2 separate regions of the Zea mays genome follow, and region 1 is linked to region 2. A link is a contact called in public Hi-C data. All regions are on one chromosome and are shown on one strand. The core of a region is the stretch at or near the end of the contact, and the rest is flanking DNA. Distances in the headings are between cores, read along the strand shown.

Region 1 (6,186 bases), core at 1,765-4,264, 190 kb before region 2:
TGCGATAATCCTGAATTCAGCCAGCGCAGTTTGGGTTGGACCTTCTGGTGTCATATTGCATTGGGGTCTGGTCTCTCCGAAGATCAGTTCAAGCGGATTCTGGACCAGCTTCTCCTTGTCGTCGTCAACTTTGACGTAGAACCATTCCGATTTCCAACCTGCCGGCCACTTGCTTTGGTAGCTGATCACAGGAAATTTTGTAGTTTTCCGGTAAGCAAAATTGTAACAACCAAAATTTTCATGTAACCCATCCTTTCTGGCCTTGGTTTGGTAATGTAGCTCGTGCACCCGGCAGAAACCTTCGGCAAACGGTTCCACCCCCTGGCTTCGGAGAGCCCAAATATAAACACTAAGCCTAACGATAGCATTAGGAGTTAATTGATTAAAGTGGATCCCAAACTTCTTTAGCACATCGGCAATCATCCTATTTAAAGGGAATCTCAAACCAGCTTTGAGGAAACTCTTGAAAACTACTATTTCATCTTTTTCGGGCTTCAGAGTAGTTTCTTCTCCACCGAAGCGAATCAACTCTTTCTTATCTTCGCTAAAATAGCCCAACTTCACCATCTTAGGAAAATCAGCTTCGGAGATGGTGGACTTTCCGAAGTCCCGGTGGCTAGGCTTGCTCGGCACTGCGATGTTGTAATCATCTTCAGAATCGGTCTCTTCAATACCAGCTTGCTCTGCTTCGGCAGCAGGGACGTCTTCCGGTGTTACCAACCTAGATCGCTTCATTACTTCCGAAATAGGAACAGTTTCAACAGCTTCGGTCTCGTCTCCCTCACGATCGACTCTTGCAGTAGAGCGAACTCTGTCCATTTGATTATGACTTACTTGAAATTTTTGGTGTTGGCTTTTTTGTTTTTTCCGAAGCTCTTACACTTGTGCCGAAGCAGATTCACAAGCGAGGTTTCGTCTGAGCACGATGATCAAGCTTCGGCTATGACTAAAAATTTGGCAGCAAAACAGTACAGTAGCAATGAATGCTGTGATAACTTCACACCTACCCGTCTGTTTATATAGTGCTGCAGGTGGGAAGGTGAATCGGCAAGGTCTCCAGCACCGAACAAACAGTGACCCGCACTCACTGAACGGTGGGCCACATAGTTCGAGAAGGTGAATCGCTGGCGAGCGCGTAATTGGTGCAAGATGGGTCGCGCGTGCGACGATTATTTTAATCGTTTCTCGCCAACGAGCTCAGGGAAGGTGTTTTTTGGATCTTCGGCATCCCGAAGCCTAGAAGATTTTTCACGGATCAAGCTCGTTACGAAAAACGATCTAGCACCGCGAACGAGCTACTGTTGGGGGTATGCTTCGTAGCCGAAGATCCTAAAGAAATAAACACCTTCGGCAGATCCTCTCCAAAGCAGCGCCGAAGCTATCGACTATAAAGCTTCGACACAGTGACATGTCTCAAGACGAAGGGGTGAACCGACTTAAAGATGAAATGACTTAAAGACCCATGATATTCTATGTCATTATTGTAGTTCATTGTAAAGGGCATAAATGTAATTATACACAGGCTGCGCCCTGTGCCTATAAATAGGTGAACAGTACCCCTGTACTGTTCACGCGCTCCTGTAATTACGCATTGGGCATTTGCTTTTGCTTCACGTTGGTATTTTTACTTTCCTTCAAGTCGAAGGTACATTTTGTAATTTGTCATTATTTCTATAATAATGAAATAGAAACAAGTTAATGATAACAATCATGTGTTTAAATTATTTTTCATATTTTATATAAATCCTTCTTCATTATTTGTTGTGCTTATGAAGGTGTGATCTTCATAACCTTCGTTCGGAATCCATTATATCCCAAGGGAAATAATGCTTCGAAGGACGAAGGAATATAACATTTAACAATTTCTATGTTGCCTTGTTCTTAATTCATAGCTGTTAAGAACAAGTCCCCAACAGGGCATACACATGTACGGCCTACGACATCCTCAACACTGTGATATGGGACCCACCAGAGCCTGCATTGAGAACAAGGTTCTTCAGATGGGACTCGGCGGAGCGACACACCATCTCGCGCGTGTGCCTACGCACGCATCAGAAGGCGACATCACCAAAAGAGCTCCGATGAATAGTAGGCCCCACTCTCATCCATTGTAACCAACCTCACTCCATACAAGCCTCCTCCTTGAACTATAAAAGGGGGACGACAAAATAGGAACATGGGGCAAAATTAGGCTAAACTATGCTCTTCTCTCACTCACTCTCTCACCTACACACCTTGTAACACGTTTTAGGCCCACCGGCCCCTTAGAGGAATACAAGATCAACACTACACTGAACGTAGAGCACTTGGCTGAATCAATATAAACCCTCTCGAGTCACTCGACTCACCATTCAGAGTTTATCCGTGCTAACCTCCTCTGTCGAATCATAAATTATACTGTGTCCCCGGTTTCCGGAACCACGACACTACCCTACAAAAAAAATAATTTATATAGGGGAGGGGCATGCCACCTCTCCCTCTAGTGGTACCACTAGGTCATCTCTAGAACCCTATGCGAAGAAAGTTTAATTTTCTATAATTAAATCTATGTTGTCCATTGTTAGGAGACAATCACCATTTTACATTTTTTGTTCATGAATATAGTTTTAAGATTTTAAATATTTTTAAATGTGAAATTGAAAAAGGTTGTGAGATCTTGGTAAAAACGGATCCGTTAAAAGTAAGATCTCAGTCATGTTTACACGACCACACCTAAGACTGGTTTGATGACCATGGAAATAAGAGAGAAATTCTTTTCATATTTAAAATTAAATAGTAAGAAGATTTTTCTTCTTCTTTTCTTTGGTCACTAAATTAGCACCTAATGTTATTTTAGAGAGTGTTTGTTTTTTAATAAAGTTTAATTCATATCGTACGAGTATTAAATAGGCACCGCGTAAGTATGCAGTATGCTGAAATAGTCTGCGGACCTGCGGTGGCCCGTGTATCCATCCGGGCCCGCACGTGGGCCGAATCCTATAAGAACAAAGGGTTCCACCTCCACCAGCGCCCCTCCTAGTCTTCCACTCTTCCTCCCCTTCTCTCCGGCTCCCCCGAGGCCCCCGACAGCGAACTCGGGACTCGCCAACCGAGAAGGAAGAACTAGTCGCGAGGTGAAGAGGAGAACCTGAGGTGGTCCCGAATCAGAGACGGAAGAAGGTGGGTTCAGGAGCAAGCCAGCCTGCCGCCGCCATGAGGCGCACCTCGAAGAAATCGTCGTCGTCTACGGCGACCGCCAGCGCTGGTAACGCCCCACCCCTGGATCCCTCCCTCCTTCCCCTAGTTCCTTGATCGGCTCGCTAGTTCCGCGGATGGGTTTCTGTTTTCCCGATTGGATGCGGGTTTCCTCTGGAAGATCCAATCTCGAGGCTGCGCTGTGCTGGAGCGCACTCGATAGTACGGTTTTTCGATCGTCAAATTCGGTATGTGGGAGCTATGAATCGTCCATCTCGAGATTGGGAGGGTGTGGTGGTAGATTCAGGCTATTATTTTGGCGATTTGGCGTTGTGGTGGTTGTAAAAGGGTTCTTGAATCTTGGGCTGAATTTGATGTGGAATTCGCCTTGGATTCCTTCTATCTGATGGTAACAGATGTGTCTTCGTTGTAAAAGGATGCAATCTGCAGGTCTATTCTTTGCCAATCTATGTGAATTTATTTGCATGTAAAGATAAAGAGCAAAAACTCGCACTAATGACTCAATTTACTGCGTTTCTTGTGATTTCTAGACTATGAGAACCTTAGATTGCGGTTTTAGGTGTGAACTGTATGCTTTCCCCTCAAATTAAGGAAGTATTTGTTAGTTGTTATCACTGTGTTGGCCATATAACCCCTTTTAGTTAAGAGCATCTCCAACAACGTGACCTATAGAAATGCCCTATAATTTAAAAATAAGTATATTTTATAGACTTTAGGGCACCAACAAAACATCCCGTTCCAACGGTAAAGCCTCAAATCTAGATTATAAGGCAGCACACTACGGTGTAGTATATTTGAGGCACTTGAGAGTGTGCCCTATAATTTTTTAACCAAATTTTATAAAATGAGGAACTGTTGGAGTAGTTTTTTCTACGTAGAGCCTCATATTTCAATTTGAAGCACTAATTTAAGGCATTGTTGGAGATGTTACTAGGTTGATAACTGCAGGAAGTTAAATTTCATGATTGAATCTTTCTTCGGTAATTTTGTGTGATGGTAAGGAACTACAAGAATGGCTTTCTTTTCATAATTAAGATGATTAACCTAATTTGTATGTGATTGCAATTAACACTAGCTTGACATTGTGCTCTTCTTCTTTTGCTTTCTCACTTAACCCAGATCCTCTTATGCTGGCTCATCTCCCAATTGACCTGTTTGCCTTTTCTCTTTGTGCATGGGCATTTAATTAGCTCTCATGATTTCACACGGTACTTTCTAATATTCAATTACACTGCATGAATCCTTGAATTTGAGAAGCTTAATCAAGTTCTTATCATGTAAATACAAGTTCGTTAATTAATTCCAAATAATCTACCCATCAGCTGATCTTGTGCTTGGTTAGTTTTAGCTTTCATTTTTACTACATCTACCCATCGTAGGGCAGGCCTGGTGTAGTGACAAGAGCTGTCTCACTGAATCACCAGTTCGCGGGTTCTCTCCCCATTTGAGTGGAGAAGGCTTGCCTCGGTTTATCCTTCCCCGGACCCCATTCTTGTGGGAGCCTCCAGCACTGGGTCTCCTTTTTTTAACCATCTCAGTATATTGTTCATCAAATGCATTGGAGTGGGGGATCCTGTGATCTCTGTTTTAGGGTATAAATATATGAATGAATACTAAACAAACAACTATATTTAGGTGTGGAACAAGTAAATGAAAAACAAAACAGAAAAAGAAAAGGAGTCAGTACAAACCTGACCAGCAGGAAAGCACAACGTGGTGAGCTTCACTGATTCCTTTTCTTCATCAATTAATTGTAAAATTGCTTGTTTTTTTTCTATCTTGGTGTGCTAAGAGTGTGCATGATTATATTTCTAGTTTTCTACATGCATGGATTTGTGTCTCCCTACAAAACATGGTCATTGTCGTGTTCAACTACCAGTGTTCTTAGGCTAACCTTAAGCCTTTACAGAGTGCTATGATGTCTTCTGTATAAATTGACCCCACAAATACACAATGTGCACATGACGGGAACAATGTTTGTCTTGTTCTATTGTTTGCAAAATGGATGAGTGGGCCTCATACGGTATTTGAAATTTTGGAATATATCAAGCTGTTACTTTCTATAATTTCTGTTTCTTTCCTGAGCTATCATCTAGAAACTGGAATTATCTAACGTAAACATGTAATTACTGTCATCAACTTAATTTTTGCATCTATACATATGTTTTATATTTATCTGTTTGTGAACATTTTCACCATTATTTCCAGGCCCTACTAAAGCAGTTTCCAAGGAAGTAGAACGGATTGATCAATTTTTCTATACTTACGCTGATAACTCATCTGGCATGATTGAGTAAGCTTTTGTCCAGTGATTCTCAATGCTTTGCCACTTTATGTTTGCTGCTCATGAAAATCCTCTTTGTACCTTATGGGTGGTGTGTGGACAATTTTTTTTGTTTGTTTGTTAACGAGCTTAGCTAATAGCTCCAATTTTGTTGTGAACCATATTACCATATCGTTCCCAACTGAACATGAATGCTTACACTACTGCAGACTTTGATGAAATGGTTTTTTTTGTAATGTAACATGACATCAAATTTGTCAAATGAAGACAAATTTTGCATATTTGTTCACAGTTATAAATCAAACCCAACAGAGAAGCTTTCAATATGTACTAAGTTGCCAATTAAGGGCAGTACCCTGTTGGTCAGTTAATTATTGGCTTTGATGTTCTAGCTGGTACTAATTTTTGTTTTCATATGATAATTTTATAATAAGATCCGTCATGCCAACCAGTTGGTGGTGGTGTCTACCAAAGTAGCATATAGTGATTGTCTTATGTGAGGTCATTTATATAGCCATCTATGTCCTTAATAGATATCACAAGATTTACTTGTGGGCTTTTTGACAAACAATTAGATATGGTGTTTTTTCAAGTCGTATATGCTATCTGAGTATCTGACCTTTTCCTGCCCCCCTTCATTGCTCGTTTTCATGCAACTGCCTGCCCTTAAAGTTGCATGCAGTATAGAACTTGGAGAGGCAGAGGCA
Region 2 (6,435 bases), core at 3,638-6,137:
GAGCATACGAATGTAATGACTACTGGGAGTTTCTTTCTCTGAATAATTGAGTTCTGTAATAATATTTATTTTTACTTTAAATACATGTTGTGTTGCATTTGCAAACCAAAAGCTTCTTGGGATTCATTCAGTAAGTGACACCAATATTGAGCTTCCATTTCTTGTTTGTGTATTTAAAAAGGCTAAAATGTCATTTTCGGAAGGAATAATTCATAAAAAATTCAAGTATGTGTTTTTCTTGTATATGTGTTTCCTTGTGACAGGTTGTTGGTGAGGAGCTTGAAGTTTTAACTGGAATGGAGTCAATCTGTTTAGCTTAACTCTTCAGGAACTCCTAAACATTTCTCAACTGGAAGGATTATATCCAGAATTTGATGTGGTTGTGTATGATGTATTTTATATTTTGGCATACTATGCACAAAAACAAATGTCTTCTATGACTATCGTGATTTATACATTTTCAAACAAAACTTTACGATACTTCTTGTTGTGTTTTACGCTTACACTAAAAAGCAAGTGCCACATTCGCCGTTACAAAACAGACCGATAATTTACATAAATTTTGTATTCATTTACGCTATTTTGGTTCATGTTTTATGCTTAAATGCACCCTAGCCAGAACCCTAGCACGATCGGAGCGCGTGATTTTCGCGTTGTAATTTGTGCCTCATTCGTCGTAACGAAACAGATCAACGTTTTATGCGGTAACCGTCCCACATTTATCGCGAATTTACAGCACTACTTTCCTAATCTCAATCCAACCCAGATCTACGCACAAACTGGTCACGTATATACAATAGCATAAATGGTCTGACGTCGCGATATTGCATGGTTTATGTTGTTACGTTTCATGTTCTTATGCAGTTGTAAACACTGAACAAACTTGTAAAGTCGTCACACATGATTTGCGCATCAACAGATTCTTTTTGCATGGTTTATGCACATTATTCAATCTATTTATCCCGGTATAAATGTTGACGCATGCATAGGTGAACTGCCTTCCCAGATTCGTTGCATGATATATGCAAATTCTATAATTCGATTATACTATCATAAATGCTGACACAATCGCGCGGGTGGTGGCCTATCTGCGTCCTGGCTGGGACTTCCCCTACTAATCGAAGCCTAGGGCTTCCATTACCTTTATCCTATATATATATATATCTACTATATTAAAGCATCAGTTTTAATGGTCGTTCCACGTCATCTTTTTACAAATAACCCCTCACATCTATTTCAAATTAATCACGCTCGTCCCCTCCGCGCAACCAACCTCCACACGCGGCCTGCTGACTGTGTTGAACTAGCTCGTTAGATCGTCGGGCCATTTGGTTAAATCATCGTAAAATGTTAAAAATGATGCAGGAGATGGGGTTCGAACCCTGATGGAAGAAGGGCGAGAGACACTAGGTGAAGCCATCTAACCAGCAGAACATCATGCTTAGGTGCTTTAATTTTAAATATAAATTGTATATATGTATATACGAATTTTTGTAAAATAAAAATATAATCGTGTCGGGTCGGGCCAGCAGTACGGGTTGAGGCTACGGCCCAAGCACGACACGAAGCTCGTGCAGGGCTTGCCCGTGCACTATTAAATGGACCGTGCCTCGGGCCGGCCAGCCAGACACAGGCCATTTGGACATTTATACCTCCACGCGATAATGATGGTCCTCACCTCAGTTGTCGCCACCTCGTTTGCCATCATGCTTCATTTCTCTCCCCCTCATGTCTCCGCCTCTGCGCCACCCCATTCTCGGTAGAGGGCGTGGGAGCAGAGGCCTCCTCCCCGTATTCGCGACACCAGCCCCGACATCGACCCGCTCAGTGGCTATTGCACGTCCACGAGGACGTTTCGCAGCATGCGCGCACCATCGTTTTCACCGTCGTCGGACGTCTTGTTCGTCTTCCCGGCCTTCGCCCCATTCTTCCTCCCCAACCTACTGCCCCCACCCACGGTCACAACTGCGAGCCGACCGATGCTCGTCGATACAGGTACAGAGCAAGTCCTCCTAGCCTTTCTTCGTTGCGTGCCACCAAGGAGGACACGGTGGCGCTTGCCACGCTTAGGTTATCTTGGTGATGATGAGTCCAGATCTAAGATATTGGACAACCAAGACCCGTAGAGCGGCAACAATCGCATATGCTACGGAGTTGGTGGTGGTGGTGTGTCGCCTCGGTGGGTCCAGGGCTGGGAAGGTAGTCGCTGTGGGGGACATATATCCCCCGGGTCCATTAGAAGGCGAAAACCCTGCTCGAGGCCACAAGCTAGTTGCCCTGCAAGGTCGCCGCATCGTGGGACGGGCAAAGACTACAGTTGAAATGGGTCGACCCAAGAAGGCGATGGCTTAAGTCCGGATCGTTCGTGGGATTAGGCATGATCCCGTGGAAGCTGTTCGTTTTTCCCGCACCCGACGTCCTCACACACCAGGGATAGCTCGGAACGGAGCCACCGGGTGTTCCTCAGGATAAGCAAAGTATGTTCGCAATTAGCTAGGAGATAAGCTGGAAGAGTGTGATCAACATGTGCGCAGGGAGTGCCCTACGGTCATGTATATAAGGCCTAGGGGGAACCCCATCATTTTCATCTCATTAGCATCTCTCCATTCAGGAGACACCACTTGTAAACACACCATACATATAAAGCCACACCAGGAAGTAGGGTATTACGCCCTTCAAAGCGGCTCGAACCTGTAGAAAATCGCCCGACTCTCTCTTCCTCGTGCCCACGACACGAACCATCGAGTTACGATCTATGACACCGTCCTACCCGAAAGCACCACGAGGGTACCCCCGGGGGTGCGGTCGGACATTAAACACCGAAAGTCGCATTCTCTCGCCCTTCTCGGACTGATGCCTGGTGCGAGTGCCTCTTGGTTTGGAGCTGCTCCGGCTGGGCTTCTTTCTTCGCTTGCTTGCTCTCTCCCTATATGTATCTAGCGGTATACTACCTATGTCGCCTCTAGATGTCTAGGTATTTGTCGTGTCCTTCTCCGGCAATGAACATGTATGCTCGCCTCTTCCCTTCCCTTTCTGCTCTACGAAACCTTAGAAGTGGGGGAGGCGAGGGATGAGGGTCACTAATTTGCTGTCTATGGTACCTATTCAATGGCTTGGCATCGCCTGTCTACATGGCCTTTTCCTTACCACGGTGTTGACTCGGTATGCTTCTACCGCTTTTATGTACCTGTAACCCATCCTTCTGTCATTACAAAAATTATTGTGTTGTTCCTCTGTTGTTTTGGGTGTTAGTTTTTTGTTGTGCTAAGGACTGAACATAAATTGGGTGTGTTAATACTTTATTTATTATCCGCACATGGTTTGTGTTATTCTGATGATGGCTCATGAATCCTGTAAAATATGTGTTAGGATTTGAAGATCTATGCGGGCACTACCACAGGGTGCTCATCTCTTGTGTTCTTGGCTCTTACAAGCATTAGGTCGTTTCTGAGACCACATTGGCGCAATGGACTCCATGGTGTTTGAAGTTGCTGAATTGGATAAAGCAACAATGATTTGTCACACTAACAGTAAAACAAAAAGTTATTTGTTGGTTTTAAATGTTAGTAATTGCTACGAAGTACAATAATTTGTATAGAGCGCATCCCGTTTAGCAACCACTCCATATTTTGATCTATCTTTTTTTATAAGTTTGAGTTCATGTGACTTATTTTAGAAACTTGAACTCACAAACTTCCTCTTGTTTGGTCTCTGTATGGTGGAATTATGTCATTCTATAATCTCTTTCGTTTATTCAGTCGTTGTGAACTCTCTTCTAATTGCTCCCTTCATTGACCGTGTTGTACCAAGATATATTGGATAGAGTAAACAATAACATGAGTTAGTCAAATCAAAAAATATTATGCGGAGAGCGGAGACAAAATCAATAAAAAATCTTGAAATCTTTTTATGAATAGTTTACGCGAGTATTGTTTTGAGCCGTCACAACGCACGAACAACCGACTAGTATATATATAATGTGTCGCTGTCAAAAGGAACCAGTTGAACGGGTAACTCAATTATCACTGTTTTTTATATGCATATTATTACTTTTATTTATATCAAACTTTTCTGTCTGAACCATTATTATTTTAATAAGATTGTATAGATAAACAACATAAGGTTAATAGTTTAGATTTCAATGTGTAGAATAATTTCATAATAATATTTCACGTGTTGCGAACTACTATATGCAATTTTAAAATTAATGGTTAAAGTTAGAAATGTTTAGTTAGAATAAACTTAAGGGTTGTTTATTAGTAAGGATAATGTAGGAGATTAAGAGTGTTAGAATTATTTACTATTCAATTTTGAATAGTAAGTAGTCACTCAATCGTCTGTATCAATCTTGCTCTTAAACAAGCCCTTTAAAAAGGGGAAGACGTATTATCCATATTGTCATTGCTTTAGTACTTGACGGTTGTCACCTCCAGTCCGGCGGAGGCGATTCCTATCTTTTAAAACGAAAGCAGCGCACTTTCGCCGCTGGGGAGAGCATCCACGTCACCATGATATTTATATACCGTTGATCTATCCTTTGATACAATGTCATCCGTCAGATAACATCCATACAGCAAGGGCCCCTCTGGAAATCTCCAGAAACTGAAACGTGGCAAACGCTGAAAGGGTCTAAAGCTATATAAAAAAGAAAGTGCATGCACATGTCGGCCAGAGTGGAACCCACATAGGAAAGATAAAGGTAAGAAAAAAAAGTAGAAATAGAAAAAGAAGAGGAAGAGTCACAACAGCGCACATATATAAAAAAAGGAAAGTGACTGCCGAGACGTATAGCTAACCCAGACCCAGCTTGAGGAAGAAAAAAGTAAAAAAAAAGGAAGGAGAGGAATAGTCACAACCGGATCATCAAAGACAAAAAGGTATGAATCAAAGCTTTAGCAAAACATTTGCATGTAGATTTTCCATTGCCTTCTGTGTTTTTATTATGAACAAAAGCCAGTACAATAACAAAGTTGGTTTCCATTTGAAATAGCTAAATATATTCATGTGACATTCATCACCTGCTCATTTCTAATTTTTTATCAATGAAAGACAAAACACCTCCATATCATTGCCTTTTTCTTCTCGAAATGTATCTCCGCATTCCCTTTGCCAGTATAGAGACAACAACGACTAGACCCAACCTTTTTTCTTGAAGTGGCTTAGCATTAATCTTCTCCATTTCATGGATGGATTTATAGTAGTTAAGAGACTTCTTCTTATTCAATCAGCTTGACCGGTTTCCTTTCCATCTAGCACACCCTTCTTCATGTTCACTGTTTATGTCCATTTCCCATCTTCCATGTAAAAACAGACTTAGCAGCACATCTCCTTGTCGCTAAACATGTTTGTGGCAACAGAATGAAGTACCTTTTGTGATCGATCATCATATTTAAATTGTACAAAGTCTGCTTCAAGCTCAAGATTAGATTCAACAATCTCTTCATCAAGCTTATGTGGCTCAAGAGTGATATCCCTTATATATCGTCATCAATATCATCCATTGAAGATCTTTGCAACATGAAATTGTGTCTTAATAGTGAAAGACTGAAGAAAGGGCCTTTAACTCTAAAAAAGATAAATAATGAGGAAAATCAATATGACAATAGCTCTTAAAAGTGACCTTCAATCAACAATGACAGACTATGAGAAAGTATAAAAATAAAGGTTGGAACGAAAGCATCAAAAATTTAAACAAGAAGTAGAATATTGGGTGCAATCCAACCAATGTATAACGAATATTTGCATATAGCCTACATAATCTAAATGACGAGATAAGCCTTGATGTTGTAGAGCGGCGTACCTTATGAATGACAAGATAATCCTTGATGTTGTAGAGCGAGGTACCTGGGCTCTACATATGCTCAAATATGTACCCTCTCTTCTATTTCAAAACACCTCTCTTCTGTTTTAGAACACCACACTAAGTATTACCAAGTGCAATTTCATATCTTATGTTTCAGAACACCTATCTTATGTTTTAGAACACCAAGTTAAGTATTACAAAGTGCATTTCCAATGGTCTAAATCTCCATAGTATGTGAATAGCATTAGTATAAATAAAGACATAACACTGGCTAATAAAAGCAGTATTTGTAACATTCAATTGTACTATGCATGTAACTATAGCTTTAATTTAGTTGTGTGCATTTCAATGTATAGTCATTGCATATAATATTTTTTGTACAATTCATTGGTTACTAACAGTATATTTTCATTTTATCTTTTTGGACCCATGCATCCATCACATAGGATATAGACATGGGGAAAATAATAAGAAGTCATAAACAAGGCATTGATATTGACCACCCTACGAAAAGAAAAAGAAGTGAGCAAGTCTTACAGAGCAGTAACTTTTTTGGAGAAGAGAGTAAAATAAGACGCGGTGAAAGGATTAGAAAGAGGAAGATGTCTAAAAACTGTGAACCCTCCAACAAA

What was found. Hi-C and Micro-C count contacts between places; a contact is called where the count stands out from the background.
Region 1: a contact with region 2 is called in a Hi-C map of leaf, with 4 times the contacts expected there. The contact joins the promoter of LOC100282616 here to the promoter of LOC103653486 in region 2. A contact is called at or near these places in 3 of 25 Hi-C or Micro-C datasets (ear, leaf and tassel).

The regions. Positions count from the first base shown.
Region 1 is chr4:88,370,051-88,376,236 of Zm-B73-REFERENCE-NAM-5.0, reverse strand. LOC100282616 (DCN1-like protein 4) reads left to right here and starts at 3,014. Exons shown (of 10, transcript NM_001155524.1): 1 at 3,014-3,244; 2 at 4,831-4,911; 3 at 5,404-5,488. The coding sequence starts at 3,193.
Region 2 is chr4:88,186,079-88,192,513 of Zm-B73-REFERENCE-NAM-5.0, reverse strand. LOC103653486 reads left to right here and starts at 4,887. Exons shown (of 2, transcript XM_008680376.3): 1 at 4,887-5,564; 2 at 5,800-6,435. The coding sequence starts at 5,452. The coding sequence ends at 5,911. It overlaps LOC103653487 (replication protein A 70 kDa DNA-binding subunit A), which reads left to right and starts at 4,671. Exons shown (of 9, transcript XM_035967298.1): 1 at 4,671-4,877.